Regions from separate parts of the Mus musculus genome. Here region 1 is linked to region 2. The links are chromatin contacts, called in public Micro-C maps. All regions are on one chromosome and are shown on one strand. Each heading gives the region's core, a stretch centred on a gene start, on an enhancer-like site or on the middle of the called end of the contact. The rest is flanking DNA. Distances are from core to core; before and after follow the strand shown.

Region 1 (3,774 bases), core at 721-3,220, 7.6 Mb before region 2:
CCTTGACAGTCTTCTGGAGTATCAACCATACTGGCTGCAAACAGAAACAAGGATACTTCTTGGAGGCAATATCTAGGGTGCTAGAAGTCCTGATCTTTTACTCAGGATTTGGTCACAAATGGCAATCCTCACGTCTGAAAGAAAAAGGAATCCATCTGTGTAAGTAAAGATGGAGCGCATGAGCCTCCAGTCTGAGAAGATATGGGAGAGACTGATGCTGTCTGGCCTTAGGAAGAGAGAAAGGGTGTCTCCTTTCCCCTAAGGGAGCAGAGAGTTCCAGAGACACCGGTGGAAATATGCCACTTTAACCTGACCATCGAGTCGCTTCCACTCCAGGCACTTTAGGCTCTAGGAGTCTCACCGTTGGCATCTCCGAAAGCACCTCAGGATACTCAAGTCCCCACTCTGTCTGGCCCACCCACGGGCAAGTCCCCAGCGCAAGAACCAGCTCTTCTGGCTTAGATGCCCTCCGGCAGACAAACCTTCGCGGCTCAGAGCCTGAGCTGCCGAGCAGGGGCGACCAGAGCACTTTGGCGGGGCTGGGGGCTGCCGGTCGGGGGCACGGCACGAGTGGCTGGAGCGAGGCGAGGGGTGGAAAAAGGAGGGGGCGGCGGGTGGACTAATGATGAAAAAGTCTCCTCCATCCTGGCTCCTTAATTAAATGCATGGAAAGAACCGAGGCGCGCACATCTGGTTTCAATCTACAGCCCTTTGATGGCATCAAATGTTCTTTTCCCAGATCAGGGCTGGAAGTTCTGGGCTAACTATGGCCGTTTGGAGCACAGAAACCATTTATACACACTGGGACCCTTCCTTCTTTTCAATTCAATCTCATAGCTACAGGAGAAGGGGAAATCTAGCAATCAGGGGAGCGAGGGGAAACGTATGTATGTGTGTGTTTAAAGAACATAAAACGCCACAAATAAGCACATACTATTTTACTTACTGGCCATATAGTAACTCATTCCTAATGAGACTATTAAAGCTGTTACCAGATTCCAACAGGTCATGAAAACACCGTCCAGCACCGCTCTGCCCTCTGTCAAGCCTGGTCATAGACTTCGACCTTCCTCAGTCTCTGTGTTTGCCAGGGCCTCACCGAACTGGATACAGATTAGCACAGAGCCCACCCCACCCCCAGCTCCTCCTGCTCCCCCCAACTTCTTCAGCCCCAGTGTTCCTGTCTGCTCTGATCTGGGGCAGCCTCGGCTACGAGCAAGAAATTAGAACATTGGCAAAGGTAGGGGAATTATCAGGACGGACTTTCTTCTGGTTTAATGAATATGTAAATTTTCTACTGTCTGAAGCCTGGGGATTTCTGGTGGCAGCGAAAGTCTCGAATCCATTCGAAGCTGAAGACTTCTGGATCTGCCCAAGCCGTCTTTAGATCGTAGAGAGCCTCCCGTTATTATCGCTCTTGTTATTTTATTACATTATTTAATAGGCTGTCTCTACAGAGCCAAACGAGCTTTAATAGGCTTGCTCTTTTTTGCCGTTCAGTCTCAGACTCTCCCTGCGCTCTCCGCCAAAACAAAGCTGCAGGAAAAGTTACTGGGGGGCGGTGCAGCCGCAGATTTGACTGTTATAGATGTGCATCTTTTCCCTGTTCCTTTTTCTTTTTTCTTTTCCTAACAAGTTTGCCCTCAGCTGTTATCAAAACATGCAAATGAGATATTCCAAGAGGATCTCAAACAAATCCGGAGGAGTTAATGCTGAAACAAAATAATCAGCCCCGTTTTAAAGTGACTGCGGGTTTCGGGCACTTTTCTCTCTGTGATACTACTGCAAGGGAATGATAATTAGACCTTTATTTTAAAAATCCAAAGGGGCTCTCTCCTTAGCTTCCCTCCCTTTTCCCTCCCTCCCTCCTTCCTCCCTCCCTCCTCCTCTCTTGCTCCCTCCCTCTCCCTTTCTCTCTGGCTCTGATGTTGGCAAAGGGGTTTTCTTAATCAGACTGTTTTTTCGGTCCGAGGAAAAGGAGGTAGGAGATTGTGATGGAGAAAGGGGGTCTGTAAAACGTCAGGCGCCGCACAAAGGCTTTGCCACGTAATTACAGGCTCCTATTAAGTGGAGATCTGCCCTCCCAGGGGTCTCCAATTTTCTTGTATTCCCTACAAAGCCTCCTCTCCATGCCAGCCTGTGCCTTTTGAAGTGCCAGAGAGCTTCTTGATCCAACTGAGAAGGGAAAAGGAGCTCCGCACGGAGAAGGGGGAGAGAGCGGAGGGAAGGGGGACCGCCACCCTTCTGCAGACTCTTGAAGCCCCGCTTCTTTATTTCTTATTTTTTTTTCCTCCTTACGAAGAGTAAAGTGAGAATCCTGCTCTCTAATACATCTGCAAGACATCACTCTCCTGAAATTCTAGTCACTCCCGAGAATCCACAGGAGTGCAGAGAGGGGGAACGCGCTTTCTTGAAGACATTTTAAAGCTGGAACAAGCCTTCTTCTGTTGGCGCTTGAACTCTTGCCGGGGGAATAACTTTTTTTAACCTCTTTCTCTAATTTTTTTAAAGCCACTTTGATTCTTCTCTCCACCCCTTCTTCTCTCTTCTGTTTGCCTAACTCCCCCGCCCCGCTGGCCTCCCCTTTCCTCGCTCCCCCTTATTATTATTTTTAGTGTCTGCGAGTGGACGCTTTTTAAGAGTTGAAAGGGATATTTTTTTTCTTTTTGATCTAAGCATAGGTTGTTTGTTTTGTTTTTATTTTTGAACTTTTTGGTGTGGATTATCTCTCTGGACCGCGCTGGACTTGGCTTTAGCGAAGTAACCGAGGCTGCAGGGAAAGTTACTTGTCCCGAAAGTTCTACACTTCAGAAGGGGTCCCACCCTCTGTTTCTCTCTCTCTCTCTCTCTCTCTCTCTCTCTCTCTCTCTCTCTCCACTCCCCCCTCTTTCTTCCCCACTCGGCTCCTCTCCCCCCTCACGCCCACAGCGTTTGGTGTTGATTCGAGCGGGAAGAGGGGGGTGGGTGGGATTGGAGGGGAGACCATGACCTCCAGCTACGGGCACGTTCTGGAGCGGCAACCGGCGCTGGGCGGCCGCTTGGACAGCCCGGGCAACCTCGACACCCTGCAGGCGAAAAAGAACTTCTCCGTCAGTCACCTGCTAGACCTGGAGGAGGCCGGGGACATGGTGGCGGCACAAGCAGACGAAAGTGTGGGCGAGGCGGGCCGGAGCCTGCTGGAGTCACCGGGACTGACCAGTGGCAGCGACACCCCTCAGCAGGACAGTGAGTGAGGGCGCGTGCTCCGGGGAGTGTGCGCTGGGGACACAGGGTGGAGGCCCGGGGAGGGCGGCGGGAGCGTGTTCCAGGCTTCGGTTTCGGGGAGACAAGGCGTTAAGAAGTTAGGAGTCCTGGGAAAAGTGGCTGGTTGCTGATCGCAGAAAGACCGATGAGAAAAAGAGGGCTCCCCCAATGCTGTAAGCCAAGCGGGCGCTGGAGAGAGACCCGGAGGCCCAGGGACGCTGGGAGGCCAGGGGATCCCATGCAGGGATTCTGCGGCCACCACTGTCTCCAGCCGCCAGGGCTGCATCTCCAGTTCGGGCGGAGCGGCGGTCAGAAATCCCGCAGGCAGGCGGGGCGTCCACGCCAGGGTAGGAGCGGTCCGGTCCGGCCAGAGCGCAGGCTACACAGCCACCTCGGTTAGAGAAAACAGGGAACAAAGATGCAGGGCAGGCTTGGGAGCGCGTCTTCCCTGGGGTTGAAGGGAAAGCACTGTGCTCAGAGGAACCTGGAAGACAGGACTAAGGTCGCATACCCTCTGTGCATATGACCCAA
Region 2 (3,950 bases), core at 1,066-3,565:
CATGCCTACCTGCCAAGCAGATGCAATGCTTTGAATTCTTTCCCCAGTAGTATAAAACAGACAAACTATTGTCAAAATGCCCTTAGAAGACATTTATATTCTCACTATGAATTGTCCTGTTTTCTTCACACCCAAATGAACAATGGGTATTATCCCTGCTTTTCTAATTAGCTAATAATTTTTATTGGTTGTCACAGCATTACTATGTTGCTAGACCTTATAATCCGAGTCAGTGATTATTTAAGATAATACCTAGCAAATCTAATATGCTTCTTCAAACCACTTTCTTTTGTTGGGTATTTAGGTAAAACTTCCCTCCAGATTATAGTGCTGTAATAAAGATCTTCATGCATGAATCTTTAAAAAATATTCTAGGTTACTTTTGTGTGTATTGAACACTCAAAATGGAATTACATGAACTAAAATATAGGAAAATTTTATGGTTTGGATAAATTTCCTCAAATATCTTCCCAAATGGATATTAAGAGTTTATAAAGACAACAGCAATGCCTGAGAGAGAACCATTTATAAACATCCTTACCAACTGAAATCCTATTTCCTCCCAGGTTGTAGGAACAAACCAATAAACAAACGGTTGGGGCTACACTGGTTTGTTTGGTTGGTTTTTTTCTTGTGTGTTTGGTTGCTAATGAAATTAGCATTTCCACCGTATTTTCTCAATTTGTGTAGACAGCTCAGTAAACAGCAAGACAGGACCCTCGTTAGTGCTAGGACCCATAGAAATTGCTGTGACCTCATTGGACACAGATCCTAAGTAGCACACACAGCCACCCCTCTTACTGTCCATCCTCCTCCATCACCAACCCTAAAACACCAGGAGTAAAAACAAAAACAAAACTTCTCAGCGCAGGGTCCCATTTGGTTGTAAAGACCCATCTGACTTGAAGTCGGCAATTAAATTAGGAATGGTAGTGTCCGAGGTGGCTGTGGCTGGGCCCAGGGCTGACCCGGTAGGTTTCTAGAGCCGGTGGTCAGGAGGCGTCGAGTGTTTGAAAAAGTGCTAGCGACTTCGTCCCAGCATTGATCTTTGCTTTATTGCCTCCAGGAATGAGAATGGGAAGAATGAGTTTTCTACGCGCGCGTTTGTGTCTGTGTGTGAGTCTCTGTGTGTGTGTTAAACACAACAGCAATGCACGCCCTTTGCTGGTCAGCCCCGGGGGCCCGGTGCACGCCTCCGCCCAGTACACACGCGGCCAGGGATCGTTCAAAGTGCCCGCAGTGGCAGCCGGTTCGGCCGAGCAGTCTCCAGGAGCCAGAGAGGGCGGATCTGGGTGGACGCCGGCTGGAGACCCAGTTGGGAGGGCGGGCGGCTGGGAGGCGTGGGACTAGGACTGGACCTCGGGTGGTGAGAGTGCCGACTGTGGCGGAAGGCCGAGGCGAGTGTGGGCGCGCACGAAGACCCGCGCCCGGCCACCTTCGTGCGCGGCCCAGGCCGCCTGCCTCCATCCGGCTCCGTGGCGGCCCACTGCGTGACTCGCGCGTTCCCGGCCGAGTACGAGCTGTCCCTGGCCCTGCCTCAGCCAGACGCGGGGGAGAGAGAGTAGGGTCTGGTTAGTACCGGCCGGAAAGGAACTGGCCAGGAAAAAAAAAAAAAAAACAAGTGGAGGATGGATGGAATCATCCAGTTACAGAACACGCTCCGTGGGCTGGAGAAGCTCTGAACTCGGAGCGCCAACCCAGGGTCCGCTGGGTCCTGGCCCACCGCGCCCCCTCCTTGATCCTAGAGGACCGATGCTGGGGGCGAGCGGGGAATCCCCAAAGCTGGCAGAAACCAGCTCTGCGTGGTCCCTGCGCTCCGGGACCACCTGCTGCCGCGGCCCAGCCCGCCGCAGTATTTATACCGGGGCGCGAGCCCGCACGGCAGGGTGGGGGAGGGGCTGCAGGCCCCGCCCCCTATCAGGCGGCCCCGCCCTCCCGCACCTCCGACCAGATTCGGGGCTACCGAACCCCCCCTACTTCTCGCCCCCTACTCTGGCTAGCCGGGGGTCTGCAGCGGGCTGCCCGGTTGGCAGCACTAGCTGGAGGGCGGGCTTCCCTGCGGAAAGCGACGTCACGGCCGCTCCTGCAGTGTGAATGAATCAAAATGCCTGGGTGACCGCGGCCTCCAGGGCAGCCGGCACGCGAAGGGTGGAGGGGGAGGGGGAGAGGAGGGCGGGGAAGGGAAGGGGGGGAGCCAGAGCTGCAGCAACAGTGTCTCCTCAACCCGGGATGTGCACCAGCCCGGGAGAGCGAGATCAAAGGGATTTGAAACAGCCTGAGGACTGGCGGGGGAGGGGGCCAGCCAGCTTGTGGAGTCCTCCCGGAGACGCGGAGGGCTCGGTTTCCTCTGTGACTTCAGCGGCCTGGTTGGTTTTATTATTATTATTTTCAAATTTCCGAATCCAGCCAGAGGGAGAGAGCGAGAGATCTCGGTAGACTGCGACTTGCTGCCTCTGGCTCCAAGATGATGCAGAGCGCGGCTGTCCCCGCGGAGGGGGCTGTCAAGGGGCTCCCGGAGATGCTCGGTGTGCCGATGCAACGTAAGACACCCTCCTTTCTCGCTAATTTAATTTGATAACAAGACAGCTAACAGCCTCAGCGGGTGCGGGGAGGCCGGACGCGCCGTTCAAGGCACTGACCGGGAGGGGTCGGGGTGCAGAGGCGGTCACAGAGCTGGGGTACTACCAGTCAGTGTTTGAAGGGCTTGACTCTTGGCAATTTGGGATCGAATTCGAAAGATTCCGGGATACTGTTCGTGGAGGGCCCAAGGGTATAGAAAGTAGCATCTTTGGGCCGTCGCTTTTATGAGAACCCTAGGGAGGATGCTGTTTGGGGACAACAGAGGTTTCCAGCTACAGGCCAGGCCCGAGGGCAAAAGTGGTCCCCCAATTGATTACCTTTCGCGGCAATGGCCAAAGCTCGCAGAACCGCTGGTACAACTTTACCCCAGCTGGCGGGAAGTTGGAGAGCGCGTCCCGGGTCGCAGGGCTGTACAGAAGCCCCCTGTCACACTCTTGGTTTCGGCAGTTCGAGCACTTGATTGAGTCCCCAGTCACTGCTGCCCGGGGCACCCGCCGCCTGTGTTGCCGCCAGCAGACTGCTCCGGGTGAGCGAATGCACTCGCCACATTCCAGCTAGCCGAGGAATGCAGCGGCGAGAAGCTCTGGAACGAAGTTGTGCGTGCAGCCTTTGCTTAGGCGAGGGTAGGCAATCTTAGTGGCGCGGGGCTGGAAGAGGGAGAGAGACTCAGACGTGTGGGCACTTTGCTAGCTCTCTCAATTTCTTCCAGAGCCTGCAATTAGTTACGGCAGGTCTCTCACCCCAGGTTTCTGGTTTGTACGGATGTGCACACACGGCAGAGATTTTCCGGGTGGGAATCTGTCTGTGTTTCCGACTCCTGAACAGATAGAAGCAATCTGTGCAGAGACCCGAACAGGTTCTCAGGCTTAGCGCGCGCTTGCGGGCTCCTGGTTAAGTCTGGGTTTACAAACGGCTGCACTGGGCTAGGTGCCCCTGGGTACCCTAGAGAGATGAAGGGTTCCCTCGATGGGCTTGCCAAGAGACTACACTTCCGCTTACGACTGCTTTAGTGATGCGGTAGGAGTTTATTGTAAGTAAGAGCAGGCTCACCCAGGGATGGAGACTACCTACGATCCCCGGCGCAGCAGCGCGCCCTCCTGCGCCCTGCCTCTCCATCGCAGGGGTTCTGTAACACAAATCTCAGGGCGGGCTGTCCAGCCAATGTCTTGAGATTTATTGTAAAGTTTTTGAGAGAAAAATGGAAGAGATAGCTTCATTTGAGCCTGTTTTAGATTGTTCCTCCGCTGTAGCCTACAGTTCTTGTGTCGCCTGTTGGCGAACAGTTGCAAAGTTCGCTGCGCCTTGGAGAATTGACTGTCAGCGTATTCTGTAAGCAGTGTTGGTAATTGCTTCCAACAGCTTGTTGATTC

Evidence for each region. Hi-C and Micro-C count contacts between places; a contact is called where the count stands out from the background.
Region 1: a contact with region 2 is called in a Micro-C map of embryonic stem cells, with 30 times the contacts expected there. The contact joins the promoter of Prrx1 here to the promoter of Lhx4 in region 2. A contact is called at or near these places in 4 of 484 Hi-C or Micro-C datasets (all in embryonic stem cells) and 1 of 9 other capture datasets (embryonic stem cells).

Annotation. Positions count from the first base shown.
Region 1 is chr1:163,311,846-163,315,619 of GRCm38.p6, reverse strand. Prrx1 (paired related homeobox 1) reads left to right here and starts at 1,970. Exons shown (of 4, transcript NM_011127.2): 1 at 1,970-3,225. The coding sequence starts at 2,985.
Region 2 is chr1:155,740,392-155,744,341 of GRCm38.p6, reverse strand. Lhx4 (LIM homeobox protein 4) reads left to right here and starts at 2,315. Exons shown (of 6, transcript NM_010712.2): 1 at 2,315-2,540. The coding sequence starts at 2,465.